7 separate regions of the Mus musculus genome follow, and regions 1, 2, 3, 4, 5 and 7 are each linked to region 6. A link is a contact called in public HiCAR-type and promoter capture Hi-C data. All regions are on one chromosome and are shown on one strand. Each heading gives the region's core, a stretch centred on a gene start, on an enhancer-like site or on the middle of the called end of the contact. The rest is flanking DNA. Distances are from core to core; before and after follow the strand shown. Region 1 overlaps Tnfsf10 (tumor necrosis factor (ligand) superfamily, member 10). Region 2 overlaps Fndc3b (fibronectin type III domain containing 3B). Region 3 holds the start of Ghsr (growth hormone secretagogue receptor). Region 4 overlaps Gm42192 (a long non-coding RNA gene). Region 5 holds the start of Nceh1 (neutral cholesterol ester hydrolase 1). Region 6 holds the start of Eif5a2 (eukaryotic translation initiation factor 5A2). Region 7 holds the start of Mecomos (a long non-coding RNA gene).

Region 1 (2,946 bases), core at 401-2,900, 1.5 Mb before region 6:
CATGATGTTTGTGCAGGAATACAAACCCTGACTAAGACACTCACCCAACCTTGAGCTCATTGTTTGCTTGTTACTGACTGAGCCTAGACCTCTAGACTTCTGCCCTGCAGTTGCCTGGACCTTGAGGTGAGGGAGTGGCATAGATTACCCCATGCCCAGCAGACATCTATCTTGTCTGCACTTTGACCACTTGTAAGTCTGTAATAACCACTGTCCTCCAGACAAAGAAGTGGGTCTGAAAAACTCTCAAACAAACAAGTCACACTTTGAAAAGCTGGTGGGTAGAAGAGCAAGTGTCTGAACAAAAATCAAAGTGAAGCTCAAAGAGTTAGCATTTGTCTCTCCCGTGATCGGATAGTGATTAGAACTCTGATCCAAGTCATGGAACCAAATGTTGTGTTTTATACAACCACAGGGAAAAGAATGTTTGGTGGACCTGTAGTCAGGTGTGGGGGTAGGGGGTGCCTCTGCAGGCCCATGCTGAGGTATCTCTTCTCCTGAGGGCATGGGGAAGGGAGTTAAGAGGGTAGTATAGATAGAGAAAGGGAGGGAGAGAGGGAGAGGGAGGGAGAGAGGGAGAGGGAGAGGGAGAGGGAGAGGGAGAGGGAGAGGGAGAGGGAGAGGGAGAGGGAGAGGGAGAGGGAGAGGGAGAGGGAGAGGGAGAGGGAGAGGGAGAGGGAGAGAGAGCGCAGAGGAGTAGAGGTCAGCCATAAACATGTGGAGAGAGAAGGGGGAGGGTAGGTAATGGGAGAGAGGAGGAAGTGAAAAGAGGACAGATGGAGAGCAAGAAGGCAAGAGAGAGAGGAGGGGGAAGAGTCAGGCACACCTGGCTGTTGCCAGGTAACCTGGGGGGGGGGGGTAAGACAAAATGCTAACACAATGTATCACATTTCTCAGTCCAGTAAGGCTGAGGGTGGGGGTGCACATAAACCAGATGTTTGAAATGTGTTTGGAGGGAGGAATCAGTCAGGGAAGTGCTTCCTATGTACACGTGAGAACTCAAGTTTGATCCTAATTACCCAGCATGCACCTGTAATCCCAGTGCTTGCAGGGAGAAGACTGAAGAATCCCTGAGGCTTGCTGGCTGAGGGTATATGTAGTCTTACTAGTGAACTCCAGGCCCTGTGAGAGACCCTGCATATCACACACACACACACACACACACACACACACACACACACTTTTATTTTATTTTTTAAAAGAGTATGCTTTGTTTTTAAATAACTCAGAGGAGTTCCTGTGTTGACAATAGTGTGAACACAATGGCCTGGCTTTCCTTCCACCTTTTCCTCTGATTAGACTTGACTTGGCTAGTGGTTTATAATCAGGATTTAACTCCTCCTTTGAAAAAAGTTGGACTTTATGTCAGGAGGAACCTAGATACAAACGCAGAAAATCCCCCGGGACTGGGAATGCCAAACTGACAAGAGTTAAAACCAACTCCACTTCAGGTTGCTCGTGTCCAAGTTGGGTAGACATATGCTCTAGGGAGCCGAGGAGTGGCAGGGATGGTGAACACCCCACTCCCTTGTCTAGAACCTGATGGAGAAATGAATTATCCAAGTTTAGACAGGGCTTTGGAGCCAGGGTAGAGCCAGAGCCCAGGGCTGTGGGTGCCAGGCACTACTCGCCAGCCCCATCCCCCACGTAATCTGCACTGTGCACATTGCCCAGTACACAGTGCAACATCCGACCTGCTGTCTTGTTTGGAACTGCATGGTAAGGGAAAGTTTCCAGAAAAATGGCTGTACAAAATTCACAGATAGCAATGGTCTCCGGGGGCCCTGCAGTTTGTATGTCCTATGGAGCAGGACTTTGATAATCCCAATCAGTTGGAAATTTTTCCAAGTGGGTGAGGTAGATTTTCCTTTTATTTGAAAATAATTATGAAAATTATGGCTGATGGTGATTTATTTATTATAGGGCATGCTGGTCAAGAATCTCCGCATACGTGTGGGGCCAGAGGACGACCTCTGATGTCATTTCTTGGATACCACCTACCTTTTTTTTTTTCTTTTTCTTTTGTTTTCTCTTGCTTCCTTTCTTCCCAGTTATTATTTGAGTCAGGGTCTCTCATTAACTTGGAACTCACCTGGTAGAGTCTCTCAGGGGCCAACCGCAGACTCCATTTCTCTCCACTGGGACTCCAGGACTGCCTTGCTTCTCTCTCTCTCTCTCTCTCTCTCTCTCTCTCTCTCTCTCCCTTTCTTTCATTTTTTCCCTTTCCTTTCTTTCTTTTTCTTTCTTTCTTCCTTTTTTTTTTGTTTTTTTTGGACAGGGTTTTTATATGTAGCCCTGGCTGTCCTTGAACTCAGAGATCTGTCTACCTCTGCCTCATGAAGGCTGGGATTAGATTCGTGCATTCCCCATTCATTGCCTGGCTTAGTCCTAACTTTGTTTATGTGGCTTGGGGGATGGAATTCAAGTCCACAAGTTTGTCTGGCAAGCATTTTCCTGACTGTGTTGTCTCTGTATCCTAAATTTGTATATTTCTTTCTTTAAAATTACATTTATTTATTATTTATGTGTGTTTGTGGGGGGGAACATGCTGTGTCATATGGGTGGTATCAAAGGACAACCTGGAAGAGTTAATTTTTTTCCCTTCTACCATGTGGGTCCTGGGGATTGAACTCAGGTCATAAGGTTGGTTATAAATACGTTGGTCTTTGAGTCATCTTGTTTGCCCCAAGTTTGTATATTCCCCGAGAAATAGAGTATAACTATTGCTACTTTTCAGTTCTACGTTTATGTAAGAGATTGGAGCACATCTGTGGTTATAGACTGTGGCAGCACACCCCAAGGTTTGTTAACTATACAGCATAAACAGAGTGAGTCTGTCTCTGTGCACAGGTGTCCGAGCAACTGGCACAGGTGGCAAGGTGGCCTCACTCCCTCTAAGATTTCCCCAATCCTCTGTCGACTCTGGCAGTCCGATTGGATAATTAA
Region 2 (2,871 bases), core at 244-2,743, 1.3 Mb before region 6:
TCTGCCTCTATGCTCGGGCATTCGCTTTGCCATGATCATGACCGCTCTGAGCATGCCATGCCCTGAGAAATCTCCAAGCCACCAGAGACCTCTCCAGCAGACAACAGAACTGCCTCAGGACTCCCACTGGATCAATGATCCCTCACAACTGACCCTCAGGATTCACAGTGCTGACCGGCTGTTCCCAAGCTGAACTAATCCCTGCAATAGGGTCCATGAAAGTATGTGACTAGGTGTATAACAGACCTGGGTCTGATGCCCAGTGCTACACAAACAGGGTGCTTGCCCACACCTGTGATCCCTGTACACGGAGGCAAGGCAGTAGGATCAGCAGTTCAAACACAAGCCACTCTACCAAGCCAAGCTGAGGCCATCTTGTAACACACATGGGTCTCTCAAAAGTAACCATGTTAAAAATGTGGTGATTGAAAGCCATTACTGTGTATCGTGTTCTACAGTTCCATACTCTGTATGTCTCTTCTCTTAACTTTAGCCAACTTCTGTTGTACATCCTGCATGACAGAGACAGAGGCCTGCAGAAGACCGTGAGCCTCATTGACCAAGCGCTTAAACAAAAGGTTCCACTTTTATGTGCCCTAAGCTATGGGCATGTCCTTTCAAAGCCATCTGATAAAGTAAAGGACCTTTCAAATGGCTTTCAAAAAGTACTTACTGCAGTTGCTAAAGTCATAGTCAAACATCTAGACAACAGCGATTAATCCACACTGCCTCTTGGGGGCAATGTAGTTATTTCACTTTACAGAACTGCAATTTAGACCAAGCAAAAAAATTGCTCTTGGGGTTGGTCTCTCTTTCTTTCTCTCTTTCTCTCTTTCTTTCTCTCTCTCTCTCTCTCTCTCTCTCTCTCTCTCTCTCTCTCTCTCTCTCTCTCTCTCTCTCTCTCTCTCTCTCTCTCTCTCTCTCTCTCATACTGAGGATGGAACCCAGAGGCCTACACAAGATAGAGAAGCACTGTACCTCTGAGTTACATTCCCAGTCCCTGGGCTGAGACTTTTTTGCATGCCATTCCAAGGTTTGAGCATGTATAAAACAGCTTTCCCCAGGACCTCCACCCCTAGGCAGGCTTCTAGTTCTCTGAGAGGACACAAAGGGAAAGAGATCCAGGAGAAAAGCCAATTGACCGAAGGCGCAGCCTGCTTGAAAGTGGGTAGGGAGGGGCACAAAAAAGTACTTGATTCTGTTTATAGGACCTGACTAATTTTTAAACTTTAAAATGGGCTTAAAAACAGCATGTTTCTGTTTGTGTTAATTTGACAAAGAATGTAATAGAAAGATGGCAAACAGTAAGAAAAGCTTTCTCCAGTGGCTCTTCCTCTACTGACTATCCTCAGGGCAGCTGTCCTCGGGACGTGGGAAGATGGACTTTCTACAAGGGCTGGTTTCTGCTCCAGGAACTGAGCACTTCTGGGCTAATTCTACACACATCATTCACGAGCATCCCAATTAACTCAGGCTTGCGTTTGCCTGCCAGAGGAACTCTGTACACCGTGGGGGCTGCGATGCTCTGGCTAACATTCCCAATTAGCTTGGCACCACCAGTGCTGGAAGAGATGTCCAACCAAACTGGCACCGACCACTGAAGCTGGCTGGCATTTTCAATTGCCTTGAAATTAATAGATTAGCAATGCCCCCTTGTTTATTTTCCACAACATCTTCATTCTTGGCTCAGGGGAACGGGGGTGGATGGCTGAGCTGGCAAATGCTCTCCATAGAAGCAGGGGATCTAAAGCTGTGTCTCGGAGTCCACACAGGAAAACGGTGAGGTGGCACACGCTTGCGATCCCAGAGCTGGGGATGCAACCATACAGGTTCCCGGGGCTGCCTGGCCTACCTGTCTCAAAAACACAAAACAGAACAAAACAAGAAGGCGCACGGTGCCCGAGGAATGACACCTGACTCCACACACACACCCACATGAACACACACATTCACAAATGGCTAAGCTAAAGGTGCCAGACCCCACGGTGAACGAACTCTCTCTCTGGCCATGTTTGCATCCTTTCTCTCTTCCCACTGTTCTCCCTGCACTTTCCAGGGTGGTTACTGCCTGCTAAGTAAGTTACATGAAGTTGATTGTAGAGTGTCACCTACGGTAGACCATGGCTATGGAGTGCAGACACGGACCAAGTCACTGAGCTGGGCACTTCCTGCAGCAGTATAGTTTAATGTGATAAAAATTCAATTGAAAACCAAAAGAAACAAGGCTACACTGGCCAAATGAACTTTTGCCAGGTTCTATGCTATGGTTTAGTCTGCTCATGCATCTATATTTAGACGTTGTTCCAGGACTGGCAGACTCTAGGCAACATCAAAGATAAATACTGGCTTGAGATGTGTTCAGCAAGCTATATAATAGCTGAGGCCTATGAGGGGGAGCTGGGGACACTGCACATCTGGGTAGATTTATAGTTTCCAGTGCCAGGCCCCGCTTTACCCTCACAGGCACAGTAACTTTTCCAAGTCAAGATGGAGGGTGGGGTGGTTTGTGGCTGCATGCAGGGAACAGACATAGCACACCTTTCAGCCCCAGGAACACTAGCTACTCATTTCCCACGGGAGGCGTGGCTACCTGAAACAGGCAGGGATGGTCACTGGGGCCTTGGTTTAGAGAAGTTGACATGGCTTCGCTACAAGTTTCTCCAGATACTGGTGTGCATCTGGGCTCTGGCGGGAGCAGGAAACGGGCTGAGAATGTTCCAGTGGAAGGGGAAGGAACGGAGGCAGTTAGCAGGAGAAGCAGTTGCCTGGGGCTGGGGAATGGCTCAGTTTTAGGGCACCTGCATCTGGAATATCAGTGTTGGGGAAGTGGAGGCAAGACTCCCTGGAGGTTGCTGGCCGGTCTAGTGGCAG
Region 3 (2,945 bases), core at 45-2,544, 1.4 Mb before region 6:
CAATATTTTGATTTTTTTCATTGTGAGTCTCATGTACATGTGCATACACTGAGTTCCTGTCTGACTTGTGAGCTAACAATTTAGGTGATAGAGAAGGCAATAAGCCATCTAGCAAAGGCATGTGGTATTGCACTCCGGTATGCAAGAAACTGTTAATGATTGATCTGCATTTTGGTGGGTGGTCTCCCTCCTTCAGCACTGAAGCACAAGACTGTTGGGAAAAGCTTCAGGCTTGAGGAGGCAGATCAGAACACGTGCACATGTGAGGGGCTCGGGCGCTGGCCGAGGTGCTGAACAGTTCCTGTTAATGAGCAGGAACCATGAAGAGGCTCTGAGCTCTCAAAGGGTCTTCTCAATTTTTCAGGTGTGGATTCCCAGATCTGAACAGCAGATGCGCAGGTCGTTCTCGGAAGACCCTTGTTAGTACCGAGATGCCCTGAAATTCATTCCCATCGAATGAAAATCCCCTTTCTCACTAGCAACCAGGAAGAAACGCTAGCCCTTATTAATTTGTCAAATGGCTCAGGCATCTCAGATGTTTGGCTTCCATCCCCAATGATCCTTACGCTGTCTAGCATTTTACAAAGAAACAACAGCAAACTAAAGCTCCGAAGGTTGGAGCTCTTGGCCGGGGGGGGGGGGGGGGATCGCAGCTTCTAAGTAGCTGATCTCTCCAAACCAAGCTTTTAAGAAGTTTACTGCTCACCCTCGACGTGCGCCAGCCTGGCAGCACAGGCTGCTTCTGCTCCTGCACTTGCCACACATTTCCCCCTGTGTGGGTCTCTGCAGCGTTCTTGTCCCTGCGCTAGTTTACTTCAGTTTGTAAAGGTGACTTTCATGCTCATCCAGCATACCCCTTAACCACACCAAGTCCTAGGGCTGGGATTTAGAACAGGGCTTTCGCACACTTGGAGAATGAACCAGCTCTGGTTTTGATCTGTGATCTCAGAGCAGATTCTGGGTTTAAAATCCGGGCGAACACCCACTGGGGTGTGTTCTAAGATTGCCAGAAGCTCTTCCCAGGTGCGCACTGTCTCCTCTGATTTGAATACAAATAGAAGCTTCCGTTTTCCCCTCTGCCTTTCTTTCTCCACCGAGGGGAACACTCGCTTTTTCTCCCGTCTCTCTGTGAAGGAAGAGCTTTGATCCCGCTGCTGAAGGCATCTTTCACTACGGTCTCCACCCTTCATTACTTTACCCAAATGACCTATCCTTCCCGGCCACCCTAGCGCCCAAGAGTGGAGAGAGGAGCCCTCACACACTCGCTTTGCAGCGCCTGCCTTCCGCAGAGCCCACGCACTCGGACGCTGTGGGGAGCACGACAGGCTGCTGGGGCGAGATCTCCAGTGCCAGGCACTGCTGGTGGCGCCGCCGATAGAGTGACAGGTAAGTGAGTGCGTGTACAGTCGAGGCTGTATTGGGAGACCGGGACTGTGTGGGGAAGATAGTGGGAAGGGGGAAGAAAAGAGAGATGTGGGAGGGAGGGGAGAGGAGGAACGGAAGGAAATAGGGAGAGACGTGCAGTGGGTCACTCTCTTCCTTTCATCGCTAATGTTCGCACCCCCATTCCACCTTCTCCTAGGCTTCTTCTCACTTCTCTCTTCCCCAAGCATCCTTCCTGCTGCTCGCGCCCATTCCTCCCCCCACGCCGCCCCCCGCCCGGCCCCCACTCTTCCGCGCCTAGGAGGACCTCCTCAGGGGACCAGATTTCCGCGCGGCTGCGACCCCAAGCCTGGCAACATGTGGAACGCGACGCCCAGCGAGGAGCCGGAGCCTAACGTCACGCTGGACCTGGACTGGGACGCTTCTCCCGGCAACGACTCACTCTCTGACGAACTGCTGCCACTGTTCCCCGCGCCGCTGCTGGCGGGCGTCACTGCCACCTGCGTGGCGCTCTTCGTGGTGGGCATCTCGGGCAACCTGCTCACCATGCTGGTGGTGTCCCGCTTCCGCGAGCTGCGCACCACCACCAACCTCTACCTATCCAGCATGGCCTTCTCCGATCTGCTCATCTTCCTGTGCATGCCGCTGGACCTCGTCCGCCTCTGGCAGTATCGGCCCTGGAACTTCGGCGACCTGCTCTGCAAACTCTTCCAGTTTGTCAGCGAGAGCTGCACCTACGCCACGGTCCTCACCATCACCGCGCTGAGCGTCGAGCGCTACTTCGCCATCTGCTTCCCGCTGCGGGCCAAGGTGGTGGTCACCAAGGGCCGTGTGAAGCTGGTCATCCTTGTCATTTGGGCCGTGGCCTTCTGCAGCGCGGGGCCCATCTTCGTGCTGGTGGGCGTGGAGCACGAGAACGGCACAGATCCCCGGGACACCAACGAGTGCCGCGCCACCGAGTTCGCTGTGCGCTCTGGGCTGCTCACCGTGATGGTATGGGTGTCGAGCGTCTTCTTCTTCCTGCCGGTCTTCTGCCTCACTGTGCTCTACAGTCTCATCGGGAGGAAGCTGTGGCGGAGGCGCGGCGACGCGGCGGTGGGCTCCTCGCTCAGGGACCAGAACCACAAACAGACAGTGAAGATGCTTGGTGAGTTCTGACACCCCGGTGGCTTTTCTTCCCCCACTGCTTGCTCTTTGCCAGAGCCCTCTATTTCTGTTTCTGGTCGTCTCCATCTCTCCCTAAGTCTCTCAAGTCTCTGTCTGTCTCTGTCCTTGGTTCTTGGTCTCACTGCTTTCGGGTTTTTTTTCCTCTGTCTGTCCCTGTATCTTCTCCACGAAAAAGCCCCTCATATTGGCAATTCCCTAAATGAGTACTGCTCTGGGAAATTTGGTCCAAGATGGAAATACCTCATTATGGTTTATTGAGTCCCCTAATTGTTAATGGTGCCTCACATAGAATATGTGGTTATCCAAGTCATATTAAGGTAAGCAGGCAGGCATTGGGTTTAGAAATTGCTCCATGGTAAATCTAACCAAAAAATTGTGTCACTCTGTTAAAGATG
Region 4 (2,749 bases), core at 95-2,594, 1.5 Mb before region 6:
ATTAGTTACGTTCATAACAGTCACAGCTCAGGGCCCAAACCCTGCCTCGTGGCATGTGGGATCTATGTCCATTGGTAAGGCTCATTTCCCGTTAGCCTACATGGTGTCTCTCAGCATTTTTGGAAGCTAGTCAGCAGGGAGGAAGTGTTCAGGGCAATCCAGCTTAGCTTTTCTATTCCCTGCCACTTTGAAGTGCCCTGTGTCTTACCATCTGAAAGCTAATCTGTTTGGTTTTGCTTCTGATTTCTTTCCCCTTCTCTATGAATTAAAAAAAAAATGGATTTTTTTCCGTGCAAGGGAAGACTTTGAGTTTTTTTTCTTTTTACATTAATATAGGCTTTAGCTCACTTAATTAGTTGAGTACAGTAATATACTGAAAGCTGGGACTACAGCCAAGTGAATGTGTTCCTGTGACAGGACCTGACCCCAACAATACACTTAGCACCCTCACCAAAAGAATACACTACCTTATTATTTTGGACTCAATTCAAAATTTATCTATGATATACTCCACCCAGTTTCCTGAAAATTATAAGCAAACTAATTTTCTGCCGGCTACAATGAATCTCAGGGCTGGAGAGATGGTGCTCAGGGGTTGGGAGTATTTGCTACTCCTCTGGCCCCGTCAGGCACACGTACACACATATACAAGGCACACACACACACACACACTCTCTCTCTCTCTCTCTATATATATATATATAGAAAGAGACAGTGTATATATATAGAGAGTGTGTGTGTGTATATATATATACATATATACATATATACATATACACACACATATATACATATATATACAGATATATGTGTGTATATATATGTGTGTGTGTGCATATATATATGTATACATATATATATGATTGGAAAAAAGCCACATTAATCTCTCAGGAACAGTTTCCAAGGGCTTAAATCCGCAGTGCTGACCTCAAGTCCTGCAGAATTCGTAACACCTCATCCCATGGAGAAGAGGGTGATTTCCACCTGGGAGAACAGCAGGCTGGCAAAGGTACTCAGTGTTTAAGAGTACAGGTATGCAAAGCCACATGTGGTGACTCAGGACAACCAGGAGTTCAAGGTCATCCTTAGTGACAGAGTGGTTTTGACAACTGTTTGGACTGCATGAGACTCCTACTCACCCCTGCCTGCCCCTTCAAAGAATGTTCATTATACACAAACTTTACCTTGACAGCCAGCTGCTACAGTTACTATAGACACTGGTTTTCTCAGGACAACACTGTTTCTTTCTCCGGCATAGTCTTTATGGATGTAGCTGGGAGGAAGCAAAGCCCAGGAAGAAGCAGTAGGGGGCACTGAAGTTCAGTCAAGGGCACTTGGCAAGTCTGTCCTGCCTTGTAAATTTACAACAACCTGTTGTGCAACCCCAGAATTGACAGCTCTCAGAGGAGACTTCCTGGGGTGAGCACTGGAATTTCCAGAACCGTAAAGGGAAACAAAGAATCAAATCCTTTGCTTTCATTGTTCACAGAGCAAGACTGGCTGGCGCCTGGTTCTGTCAAACTGTTAGGTGTGATCATGGAGACATCTGGCCCGCCTGTTTCCTTTTGAAAAAGGGGAATCCTTAACCCCAAAGCCTGAACTCAAATAGTACTGTCTCCACCAATCTCTGTCTCTAGGTTTGCTTCATCAGGCTTGCTCCATCGGAGGCTTGGGTAATTAGGATGGCCTCCAGTAGCAGGATTAAGGCTCTACCCTGCAACGTAAGTGACTTGAACCTTATGTTTCCTTTCCTTCAGCATTTCAAGTTCACCTCTTCAGAATTTTTCTTCAGAGGAGAAACACCCACAGCTGTTGCTGCTCAACCCGAAGGTTAACCTGCCTTCTGTAGTGGGAAGTTTCAGGGCAGAGAACCCTGTTCCTCCCCCAGGGGCAGGATGCAGCTGGACTGAGACAGAGGGTGACCCCTTTCCTCTTCCCACCTCAGCCGTTGGAGACTCAAATGGTCTGCTATTTCAATGCTCTACCGACCTTGATAGAGCCTTTCTTTTACATGAAAGACCTCCAACCGTCTCGGACAAAGAAAATTTGCATTCAGAAAATAATCTAGTGAATGTAACTTTTGTTGTTGAAAATATTTAATCCTAACCCGAGGTTTTTACTCTGCCTTTGATCATTCGGTTTCTGGAAAAAAGACACACAACTTTTATTATTTACAATAAGCCTTAATCAGCACTAGAGCTGGGCAGATATCTACCCACTATGCTATTAAAATCTATTTCCTATTGATAACTCCGAGTTATTACTGTGTTTCATCTGGGCTGTTCTTGACTTCAGTTGGCCAGCCCTCCGGGCTATTTTTCCATGACTCAACCTATGGAGTCTTTCTCCTTTCTTCCCCTCTTCTTCCCTCCTTGCCTCTCCTCAGATCCCAGGCAGGGAACACCAAGCACCACCTATCTCAAGTCTGCCCAGCTATAGGTTGTAGGCATCTTTATTTACTAATTAGAAATAACTTGGGAGCAAAGTCACATAGCATCACTTAGGTCTATGTGCAAACTCTCATCTCTGGGGACAATCAGGTCTTGGAGGCCCTCACTTAGCATTACAATACATAGCAACAGACCAAACCTAAACATAACTTAATAAACAAGGAGCAGTAGAGTTAGCTTTTATGTTGTTCTCTTAAACACACAGACAGACAGACAGACAGACAGACACACACACACACACACAGACAGTTCTTTTTATCAATGTTTCTTCTGACAAATATAGAATGATTCTTTTTCTT
Region 5 (2,897 bases), core at 216-2,715, 1.6 Mb before region 6:
GTTCTTGGTGTTATTTGTGGTGAATTGAAATAACAGGAAGGATGATGAAAGGGCTTTACTTTATCTTAAGTGGCATCATTAAAAAAATTACCAAGAAGAAAACAATAAAACAACAAAACTCCTTTCCAAGCTATGAAGGAAGCATCAAGAATCACTGTAGTTTCTTAAAACAACAGCAGCCACTTGGCGGTGGAGAAATGGCTTGGTAGCTAAGTGTTCACTTTTCAAAGGTTTTGCGAAGGACCAGAGTCCAGTTCCCTGCGCCCATGTCAGGCCGCTCAGGATCCAGGGAATCCCGTGCTCTCTTCTGGCATCCACAAACACTTGCTCTCCTGTGCACATTTCCACACAGAGATACACACATCACATAATTAAAAACAAACAGTTTACGATAAGATCTTTGCTTTACTGATTATATATGGTGCTGAGAAGTAACCCCAGGGCTTTGTGTGTGTGGGGGGGGAGAAGCACTCTGTCATTGAACTGAATTCCCAGACCTTTTTTCTATTATTTTTTTTTTCCAGCAAGGTTTCATATAACCCAGGTTGGCTTCAAAATCCTGGTCCTCCTGTTTCCACCTTCCCAATTCTGAGATTACAGGTGCTATCACCAGGCCCAGCTGAGGGCATTTGGAAGCCAACACTGGCCTTATTGCATGAGCTATGAGAAATCAGGTATTAGTTCTCTCTCTCTCTCTCTCTCTCTCTCTCTCTCTCTCTCTCTGTGTGTGTGTGTGTGTGTGTGTATGTGTATCTGTGTGTTTGTTGTGCAATGCCCCCCATATAGCCATGGGTGGCTTAGAACTCACAATGTGAACCAGGCTGTGTGCACCACCATGCCAGAAACTCTCTTTTTAAACCGCTTACTGACTTTATCAAGTGTTTCTCTCGAGAGGAGTTTTGGTATCTTTTGCAGTAGTCTCTTTGTTTTGATCAGATGCTTTATATTCTTTGAAAGTTGCACAGTGCAACTATCTGAGTTTTCTATTTGCTTGTTTGTCTGATACTTTGGTTTTCTTGAGGCAGGGTTTCTCATCTAGCCCAGTATGGACTCAAACTTGTTATGCAGTCCAAGATGACCTTGGCCTTCATCCTGTCTCCTCCTTTCAAGACCAAGGATAACAGTTAAGTGTGCCAAACCCAACGGATTTATTGTTTGTTTGTTACTGTTAGTTTTTCTTCTGATACTATTTCTGGTAGCTCAGGCTGACCCGGAACCCCTTTTGCCACACCTTCAGAGGCAGCTTGGCATCGCAGGCAGTCATACTCACAGTGTCCGCCAGGGGTTGCTGGTTGCTGTGTGTCCTCCGGGCTGCACCACCCTGCTTCCTGCAACCTGGCGAGCCCGCAGCTATTCGCAAGGACACCGCGGAGGGGGCACATCCGCGCTCCCACTTCCTCCCGACGCAGCCTGTGATTGGCTCGCAGCCTGAGGAGGAACACGTGAAACAGCAGCTGCGGCTGGCAGAAACTTGCTGGTCTTCTCCGGGTAGCATCGCACCGTACCGCGGTCAGCTCCGGACAGCCCGGCCTGGGGACAATGAGGTCGTCATGCGTCCTACTGGCCGCTCTGCTGGCTCTGGCTGCCTACTACGTGTACATCCCACTGCCCAGCGCGGTGTCCGACCCCTGGAAACTGATGCTGCTGGACGCCACTTTCCGCGGCGCGCAGCAAGTGGTGAGCAGAGCGAAAGGGGATGCCCCGTCTCGTCCTTGCTCCTCTAAACGAAACCCCCATCGCTTATCCCGGTTGCCCATGGGCCCTTTGAGGATGTCACATTTGCATCCTTGTCCTGCAATAGGGATATCCCGTGTTTCCGTGAACGCGCATCTGCCTCTCCCTGCTTCTTCTGATCTCTGGGGTCTGAGGGTGTCGTGTTTGCATCCGTGTAATGCAGTGGGGGCACCCGGTGTCACCCATGTTTTCTCAGAGTGCACGATTCCCCAGGACCCCTAGCCCGGGCACCGAGGATGTCCTGTTCGCATCCTTGAAGTCCACAGGCAGATAGGAGTGGAAACAGGTGAAGTTCTCCTCGCCTGGCGTCTCTGACAGCTGTTTAACCTTTCCTAGGACCTAATTAGCTCCCCTGCTTTCTTGGTTCGCTGTGTCTTGAGCCAGAGCCTTTGGTAATTTATAAACCACCTCGCCCCCACCTCTGTTGTCCCACTGGCTTGCAAAGGAGGAGTTAATTTTTTTTTTTTTTGCTAAGGGGATTGTGATTCACCGGTGAGCAGAAGCGGGCACAGGCAGTCTCCTAACGTCCCCAGGCCTTAGCGCTCCTTCTGGGGATCGCAGGCTAGGAGGAACCGCTCTGACCTTCGGTTCTCTCCCTGGCATTTCTCAGCTCAGCGGAAGAAAAGAAGGCCGGGAGACTAGCAATCCCGGAGGGCTGTAACGGTCCCTGTTTGAAGGCTGTTTTCTTGTGGCATTTGTTTTGCGTCCTTCGATGTCTGGGAGATAACCTTGGCCTGAGCCGGAGCGGTGTGGCCTTCTTTTAACCTGCAGGGTGGCATTTCTCTGCACTGTATCCTGCTCCTGCACATTGCTCCCCCGTGGGGAGGACAGTGTCATTGGTTTATTCCATGATAGGAGGATTGCTTTTAGTATCAGAAGCGCAGTCTGCAGCTAAGGCTGAACGCCATGACTGCATCGTATTTTTGAGTAGTCAGAGATATGCAGGTTCCCAGCGCTTCTCCACAATCAAGCCACCCTCCACCTCTGCCCAACACTGAGCCTTAATACTGTTTGTTTTGTTTTTTCAAGACAAAGTTTCTTTATAACCCTGGCTATACTGGAACTTGCTCTGTAGACCAGGCTAGCCTCTAACTTGACTGCAGCTGCCCCAGGAACTCTGAGAGGCATGTGCTGCTACCTACCTGCTCTTTTTTTTTTTCTCC
Region 6 (2,939 bases), core at 238-2,737:
TGAGAATTTGCCACTTCAGTGTTCTAGAGACCTCGGGAAAAGTCACTGTATTTGTCGAATTAAATAGTCATTTGGGTCCACATACAAATCTTACATGAATATGGTGATAGACAAAGAAGTGATTTCAACTTTGATTATGAGTGGCTCTTATACCCTGCCTTATTGTCCTGCCCAGCCTTTCCCCATAATTCAAAATGAGGAGTAAAAGAGTAACTGTTAATAGTTGGGAAGGTCTGGCTGGGTGTAAGGTAGGGGTGAAAAAGAGGGCTGATGACCAAAAGGCACAGAAAATTTTGGAACGTGATAATATTCTACTATATCCTGACAATGGAGGTGATCGTACATCTGATTTCCTTTTTCAAGCCTCTTAAATCTTATTTCATATATATTCTAACATTAACCTTAGTTTAAACAAAAACTTTAGTAGTCAAGATTTAATAATAGAGATGAAACAGTACACTATGTAATTCTTACTTAAGTATTAGCAGGAGCAATAGTAACAACAACAATAGGGAAAAGCAGAGGGAACTCAGAAGCCAGGGGTCCTAATTCGGCTCTTTCTGTAACAAGAGGCAGAGTTTACTTTATGGAAGCCATGTGCTTATTGCTTCTAGACAACACAAATGAAATGTGTTCTGCATATACGTGTAAGTGACTATGAGACTAGATTTGTTTATAGGACAGCAATACCAAATCACTGAACAACATGAACTGGGTTGTGGGGTGGTCAGTTAATTACCTTGATTCTTTCCAAGGTGAGAGATGAAGCTATGATAAAACTGTGAAAGGAAAGCACACTTCTCGAGAATCTTTGTCTTTAATCATTTAACAACAAAAACAAAAACAAAACCTCAAACTCTAGGGCACACCGATGCCAGGAAGATCAAAGGTCACCGTAGAGTCTCGGGTACATGGGATTTCCCGCCCCTGAGAACACTGCTGACTTCACCAGCACCTCGTCATAGTGTCTGGAGTCCTCTGAGGATCTACAATGCAGAATCATGAAATAGCATACCACACCTAGCACTCTTCGAGCTCCAAGCACGGATTCCAGCCCCAAGGAGGGCTGCAAGCTGTACCAGAAGCTTGAATCAAAGTTCCACTCCACCAACACTCGGGACTCTTGCAAAATCAGCAGGACTTGAGAGTTTGAAGACCATTAAGTGACAGCATCCACGCACCTGCGTGCTAGGGCCCAGAGCAAGCTACCTGGTCCTAATAGTCGTCCCCAAGGTCAACTGGGCGCCGAACTGAAGATGAGGATGCATCTCGCCCGGGAACACTGCGAAGCTTCAAACAGTCGACTGCAGGCAGCTCTGCACGCCGGAAGTGCACTAATCCGCAGCACGTGGGGTTGCCAGGGCGAGCTTCACGTGACGGGGCGGGACCTCGGGAAGCTTCGAGCCAATGGGCGACCTGGAGGCGGGGCCTGTGGCGCGCCGGGGCCTATCCCGGAAGTGTGGTCGCGGCGGGGCGGGCCCGGGCTGGGCGGGCCGGGGCGGGGAGCCGGGTGTGGGAAGCGTGGCGGCCCCGCCCCGTCTCCTGGACCAGCCGCGGCCGCCAGCGCCGCCGCAGCCGCAGGGACCGGCGGACGCAGCAAAGGCGTGCGGTGCGGGGCCGGAAGGTGAAGACCTGGGGCCGGGTCGGCGGGGCGGCGGGGGATGCAGCCGGTGATGCTGGGGTCCGGGCGAGGGGAGGAGCCGAGATGCTTGGGAACTGGAGGGCGGCAAGCGCGGGACCGCCGGAGCTAGGGCCCTTTACCGCTGGGCCGAACCGGGATGCCAGGGCGGCGCCGCTGCGGGTCCTAGGCGCACTGAGGGCCAGGTGCAACCGGCCGGGTGCTCCTGTCCCAGTCTTCCCCGAACCTGCGGCCTGGCTGATACCTTGGCAGCGGGGATGGGACGGAGGGAGGCGCCGGGCCCCGCATCCCGGCGCAGGAAGGTCGTGGGCACTTCTTGCGGTGGGGTGGTGGGGACTGGACCTGCCGGCTGGGCGCTGGTGTCGCCTTCACTCTCCGGCGAGCTCTTCTGCGGCTCCTTTCCCCACCTCCCACCAAGGGCTGGAAAAGTTTTCAGAGGCCTGAATGGCAAAGTATACTCCACTCAGAGTGGGTGTTCTATAAATGCAAACATAACGGGCTAGTGATGCTCGGCTACCTGTCTTCAAAATGAGACATAACCCCGCCTGCATGCCGGTTATTAAAACGCAAACAAACTTTTCGCATAGTTCCCTCAGAAAAACCGCACATCTCCCCAGTCCACCATGGCAGACGAAATTGATTTCACTACTGGAGATGCAGGGGCTTCCAGCACTTATCCTATGCAGTGCTCAGCCCTGCGCAAAAACGGCTTCGTCGTGCTCAAAGGGCGACCATGCAAAATCGTGGAGATGTCAACTTCCAAGACTGGGAAGCATGGTCATGCCAAGGTAGGCCCTTCCAAGTCATTTTTTGGCTTCACCGTTAAGATCATTCGTGTTCCATTCTACATCGTGAGGTTTCTATATTGAAAAATAACTTTTTTTCCTTCCCCTCAGTCTCTTGAATGGTCAGACATTACTCTCAGTAAAGCTCTCCATTTAATCGGACCCTTAGAATGTTTCATTAACTGGAAACTAAAACTTTTTTAAATCCGTGTTTAGTAGAAACAAGCCTGTTCTTCTAATTCTAAGAGACTTGGTTTTCACTTTCTGTGGACTCTTGTTAATTGACTTGCTGACGTGTGTGGTGTGTTGAGTTTTGATGCCATGAAACTGTTCGGGTTTTGGGTACTTACTGAATCTCGTTCTGTGTCACTGCAACTTTTTTTAAAGAAAGTAAGATGACCTTGGAAGAGGTGAAAGGCTCCATTACAGTCAGAGCTGGGATTGTGCTGCTGTGTAGGGAGTGACATAGCTGACAGAGATTAAACATGTTTCCTGTGGTTCTCTCCTCTGTCAGG
Region 7 (2,797 bases), core at 140-2,639, 1.2 Mb after region 6:
AGCGCCACGTTATTGTCCCTACAGTGTGAAGTCCTCCATAAGTCCATGATGCAAAGTTACCCCGAAGGCGCCTACTACCTTTAATTAACCACATAGCCACAATCCCTATCTGATTGCTTTTACCGATACAGCACCCAACTTTAACACCTGAGTATTTTTTAGGATGTCTGGAAAGAATGAAATCAATTTCTCTGCTTCGATTTTTAAACATATTTAGTAATGAATAGCAACTATTCTGAAACTAAGATGAAATACTTTGCTGAAACAACAGCTCAAGTGAATAAATTATTGTTCTCAAAGATTTATTTCCCAAACTTCAACTACAGCTGCCATATTTAAAATATTTTCCTTGGCTATTTTGATCTATTTCCTGAGCCATTATGCTGAGTGGCTGAAGTATCACAACAAAAAGGCTTCTTTTAAAGTTTCAGTGAACACCGTATGATAAATAAGCAGCTTAATAAAACACAGCAAAGTGGGAGGGGAGCACAGAATAGCATTCTTTTTCTCTTATCTGACTGTCTGATGCTTTCGATGTGAACACATTCAAAAGGAAAAAAAGAGACAAGCCAATATATACTCACAAGTCTAAGAAACAAAGAGTCACAAAACGCACAACGTACACCTGTGCCAATAGGATAAAGGGCATCTTTTATACCACTGAGGGCATTTTATAACTATCTTCAGTTTCTAGAGAAAACTAACCATGGTCATTCTCAAAATGCCAAATCTTCTCTTATGTCTATGCTGGAGCAGAACTAAGGCAGTTAATGTGTTTGGAACTCACCTCAACTCTGTACGAATTGCTTTTTTCTTTTTCATTATTTTATTCATTTTAATTAATTCAGCCTTTTCAAGACAGTGTTTAGCACAGTGTGCAATAACTCCAGGGTCGAAGTCCTCCCCAGGGTTTTAGAAACTTACTCAAAAGTGCTTTCAGCCTTCTAATCTGTGGAGAGAGTGAGTTGGAAGGCATGCACGCCTCGCCTCCACTCCTCTTGTGTACCTTTGGGTAAGTCACTTAACCTTTGAGTTGATTTCCATGCAAGTTTCATAATATCAGCATAATGAGAGTGTTGGGAAAATCCATTGGGTAATGTAAGCGTGAGGTGCTCTGACTCCGTGGGAACAGGTCAAAATAAGTAAGTTGCAATGTGTCTGTATACCAGACTCAAGTAAACACCCACGTATGCACAACACGGAAGCTAGTCCCGCCTGCAAGTGTGACTGTACTTTTTTAATCCTTTGTTCTGCTCCAACGTCAGTTGCCCTAATTCTTATCTTGACTTTGGGAGAGGAGAATTTTAACAATTCGTTTGGGTTTTTTTTGTTTCTCTCTCTCCTCGCTCTCTTGCTCTCTCTCTCTTTCTCTCTCTTTCACTCTCTCTCTCTCTCTCTCTCTCTCTCTCTCTCTCTCTCTCTCTCTCTCTCGCTCTCTCGCTCTCTCGCTCTCGCTCTGCTTCCCTGGAAGATGTCTGTCCATGTCTGGCATGCACCTGAGCTTCTCCATTCCCATTTACTGTGTCCTCTGCTAATCAGGCTAATCAGCAAGAGAGCCTTATAAACAAAGGTGAACAGGGACCCAAAGAGGTAAGCTCGAACAGGAGCGCGCATGCGTGCTCGCCCACACATCACACCCGCCCCTCAGGTCAGAAAAGGCATGCCTTACTTACAATGTCCTCTGGTAAACTTCACATGCCAGAAAAACGAGAATTAGGTAGGTATAATTTACCCCTTGTTGCCTAGGGTCTAAGCTGAAACAAGTACTAAAGAGGTATTTGCTGACCAGACGCGTGCTTGGTCTTAGTGAGCCTAAACTTGGATGCCTGGGACCATCCATCTGAATGACTGTAATGATCTGGTCACAGATCTTCAGCTTCTGCACACCCTTGACTCATTTCTTTGTTTTATATTGTCCAGATCTACTGCCCAACCTTCTGCAGGACCTTGTCATTGAAATGCAGACCTATCCCAGTGTGAGGGAATCGTATGAAGCACTAAACGTAAGTCGTAGAATCTTGCATGGGACACAGCATTTGGTCAATACAAAGTGACTACTATTGTTGATAGTGCTGATGTAATTATTGTCACTCTGCCTGGAATTCACTTTACCTTGGTGACCTCAGGTTAAATCTTATCTACCTCTCCCCCACCCCCTACTTCTTCCTTTTTGCCTACTGATTGGTATCAGCTGGGTCCAAAGCCTTTCTCCTTCACTGGGCTTCTCTCCTGGATTAAAGCCAGCTCCCGTAGCAGGTTTGCCCTTAAGAAGCACCATGATTTAGAAGATGGAGCCACTCACACGGCTACCTTCAGTTGGTGTCTTTTCACAGTAAACTACACTAAACTTGTACGTCTTTGTGAGAGTAACTATGATAAAACATGAGGACACATTTGAAAGAACGCCATCCTTGGCTGGTTGATATTGGCTGGTTGATGCTGCCCCCCCCCAGCCCCCTCCCCCAACCCAGAGGAATCAGTTGATACATATTGATACATAGCTCATTGTCTGTGGACTCGGCCACAAACATGTCTTCCATTTTTGTTGTTTTAGAGTAGAATCCTGGCCATTTTGCTACTTTCTCCCCCAAATTCATTTCTGTGTCAGCCTTTTCCCTGGGCTCAGTTTAGATTTTGCTGCAACTTATTTTAAATTTTTCCTTCTCCCTTTCCCCAAGTGGCCAGGCATTGGCTTTGTTAACCTGTTCGAGTTGATTTGCTCTCTCCCTCCTCCTTCCCCATGTGAATGGTCCTAGTGGAATTCTTATCATTACAAGTTTCTATGGCATTTTTAACA

Evidence for each region. Promoter capture Hi-C pulls out the DNA fragments that hold promoters and counts their contacts. HiCAR-type assays count read pairs that join an accessible place to other places.
Region 1: a contact with region 6 is called in a promoter capture Hi-C map of liver, with 5 times the contacts expected there. The contact joins the enhancer-like site here to the promoter of Eif5a2 in region 6. A contact is called at or near these places in 10 of 39 promoter capture datasets (the 3T3-L1 cell line, 3T3-L1-derived adipocytes, the HPC-7 cell line and 5 more) and 2 of 115 datasets of contacts at active chromatin or transcription factors (astrocytes and large pre-B cells).
Region 2: a contact with region 6 is called in a HiCAR-type map of astrocytes, with 3 times the contacts expected there. The contact joins the enhancer-like site here to the promoter of Eif5a2 in region 6. A contact is called at or near these places in 3 of 39 promoter capture datasets (the 3T3-L1 cell line, embryonic stem cells and maxillary cranial neural crest) and 3 of 115 datasets of contacts at active chromatin or transcription factors (astrocytes, extraembryonic endoderm stem cells and trophoblast stem cells).
Region 3: a promoter capture Hi-C map of hippocampal neurons shows a contact between it and region 6, with 6 times the contacts expected there. The contact joins the promoter of Ghsr here to the promoter of Eif5a2 in region 6. A contact is called at or near these places in 5 of 39 promoter capture datasets (cranial neural crest, frontonasal cranial neural crest, hippocampal neurons and 2 more).
Region 4: a promoter capture Hi-C map of liver shows a contact between it and region 6, with 6 times the contacts expected there. The contact joins the enhancer-like site here to the promoter of Eif5a2 in region 6. A contact is called at or near these places in 4 of 39 promoter capture datasets (frontonasal cranial neural crest, hippocampal neurons, liver and 1 more) and 1 of 484 Hi-C or Micro-C datasets (the G1E-ER4 cell line).
Region 5: a HiCAR-type map of astrocytes shows a contact between it and region 6, with 4 times the contacts expected there. The contact joins the promoter of Nceh1 here to the promoter of Eif5a2 in region 6. A contact is called at or near these places in 6 of 39 promoter capture datasets (the 3T3-L1 cell line, 3T3-L1-derived adipocytes, hippocampal neurons and 2 more) and 1 of 115 datasets of contacts at active chromatin or transcription factors (astrocytes).
Region 7: a promoter capture Hi-C map of hippocampal neurons shows a contact between it and region 6, with 4 times the contacts expected there. The contact joins the promoter of Mecomos here to the promoter of Eif5a2 in region 6. A contact is called at or near these places in 2 of 39 promoter capture datasets (hippocampal neurons and liver).

Annotation. Positions count from the first base shown.
Region 1 is chr3:27,319,716-27,322,661 of GRCm38.p6, forward strand. The region is part of intron 1 of Tnfsf10 (tumor necrosis factor (ligand) superfamily, member 10); the gene reads left to right. Among named protein-coding and RNA genes, the nearest start is that of Tnfsf10, 4.1 kb to the left of the region's middle. Within about 2 kb of position 1,651, at least 43 of the 459 cell types and tissues checked have an H3K27ac peak or open chromatin away from gene starts, as enhancers often do. A contact at or near this core is called in liver, where this site is marked.
Region 2 is chr3:27,477,213-27,480,083 of GRCm38.p6, forward strand. All of the region lies in intron 11 of Fndc3b (fibronectin type III domain containing 3B), which reads right to left. Among named protein-coding and RNA genes, the nearest start is that of Gm32738, 3.9 kb to the right of the region's middle. Within about 2 kb of position 1,494, at least 18 of the 459 cell types and tissues checked have an H3K27ac peak or open chromatin away from gene starts, as enhancers often do. A contact at or near this core is called in astrocytes and trophoblast stem cells, where this site is marked.
Region 3 is chr3:27,370,057-27,373,001 of GRCm38.p6, forward strand. It overlaps Ghsr (growth hormone secretagogue receptor), which reads left to right and starts at 1,295. Exons shown (of 3, transcript NM_177330.4): 1 at 1,295-1,386; 2 at 1,583-2,530. The coding sequence starts at 1,741.
Region 4 is chr3:27,268,912-27,271,660 of GRCm38.p6, forward strand. All of the region lies in intron 1 of Gm42192 (a long non-coding RNA gene), which reads left to right. Among named protein-coding and RNA genes, the nearest start is that of Gm42192, 10 kb to the left of the region's middle. Within about 2 kb of position 1,345, at least 105 of the 459 cell types and tissues checked have an H3K27ac peak or open chromatin away from gene starts, as enhancers often do. A contact at or near this core is called in liver and pre-B cells, where this site is marked.
Region 5 is chr3:27,181,539-27,184,435 of GRCm38.p6, forward strand. It overlaps Nceh1 (neutral cholesterol ester hydrolase 1), which reads left to right and starts at 1,466. Exons shown (of 5, transcript NM_178772.3): 1 at 1,466-1,677. The coding sequence starts at 1,540.
Region 6 is chr3:28,779,790-28,782,728 of GRCm38.p6, forward strand. It overlaps Eif5a2 (eukaryotic translation initiation factor 5A2), which reads left to right and starts at 1,488. Exons shown (of 5, transcript NM_177586.6): 1 at 1,488-1,624; 2 at 2,227-2,427; 3 at 2,939. The coding sequence starts at 2,263. 1700112D23Rik (RIKEN cDNA 1700112D23 gene) reads right to left here and starts at 1,333. Exons shown (of 3, transcript NR_166152.1): 1 at 1,182-1,333.
Region 7 is chr3:30,018,551-30,021,347 of GRCm38.p6, forward strand. Mecomos (a long non-coding RNA gene) reads left to right here and starts at 1,390. Exons shown (of 3, transcript XR_003954597.1): 1 at 1,390-1,590; 2 at 1,921-2,003. The region is part of intron 2 of Mecom (MDS1 and EVI1 complex locus); the gene reads right to left.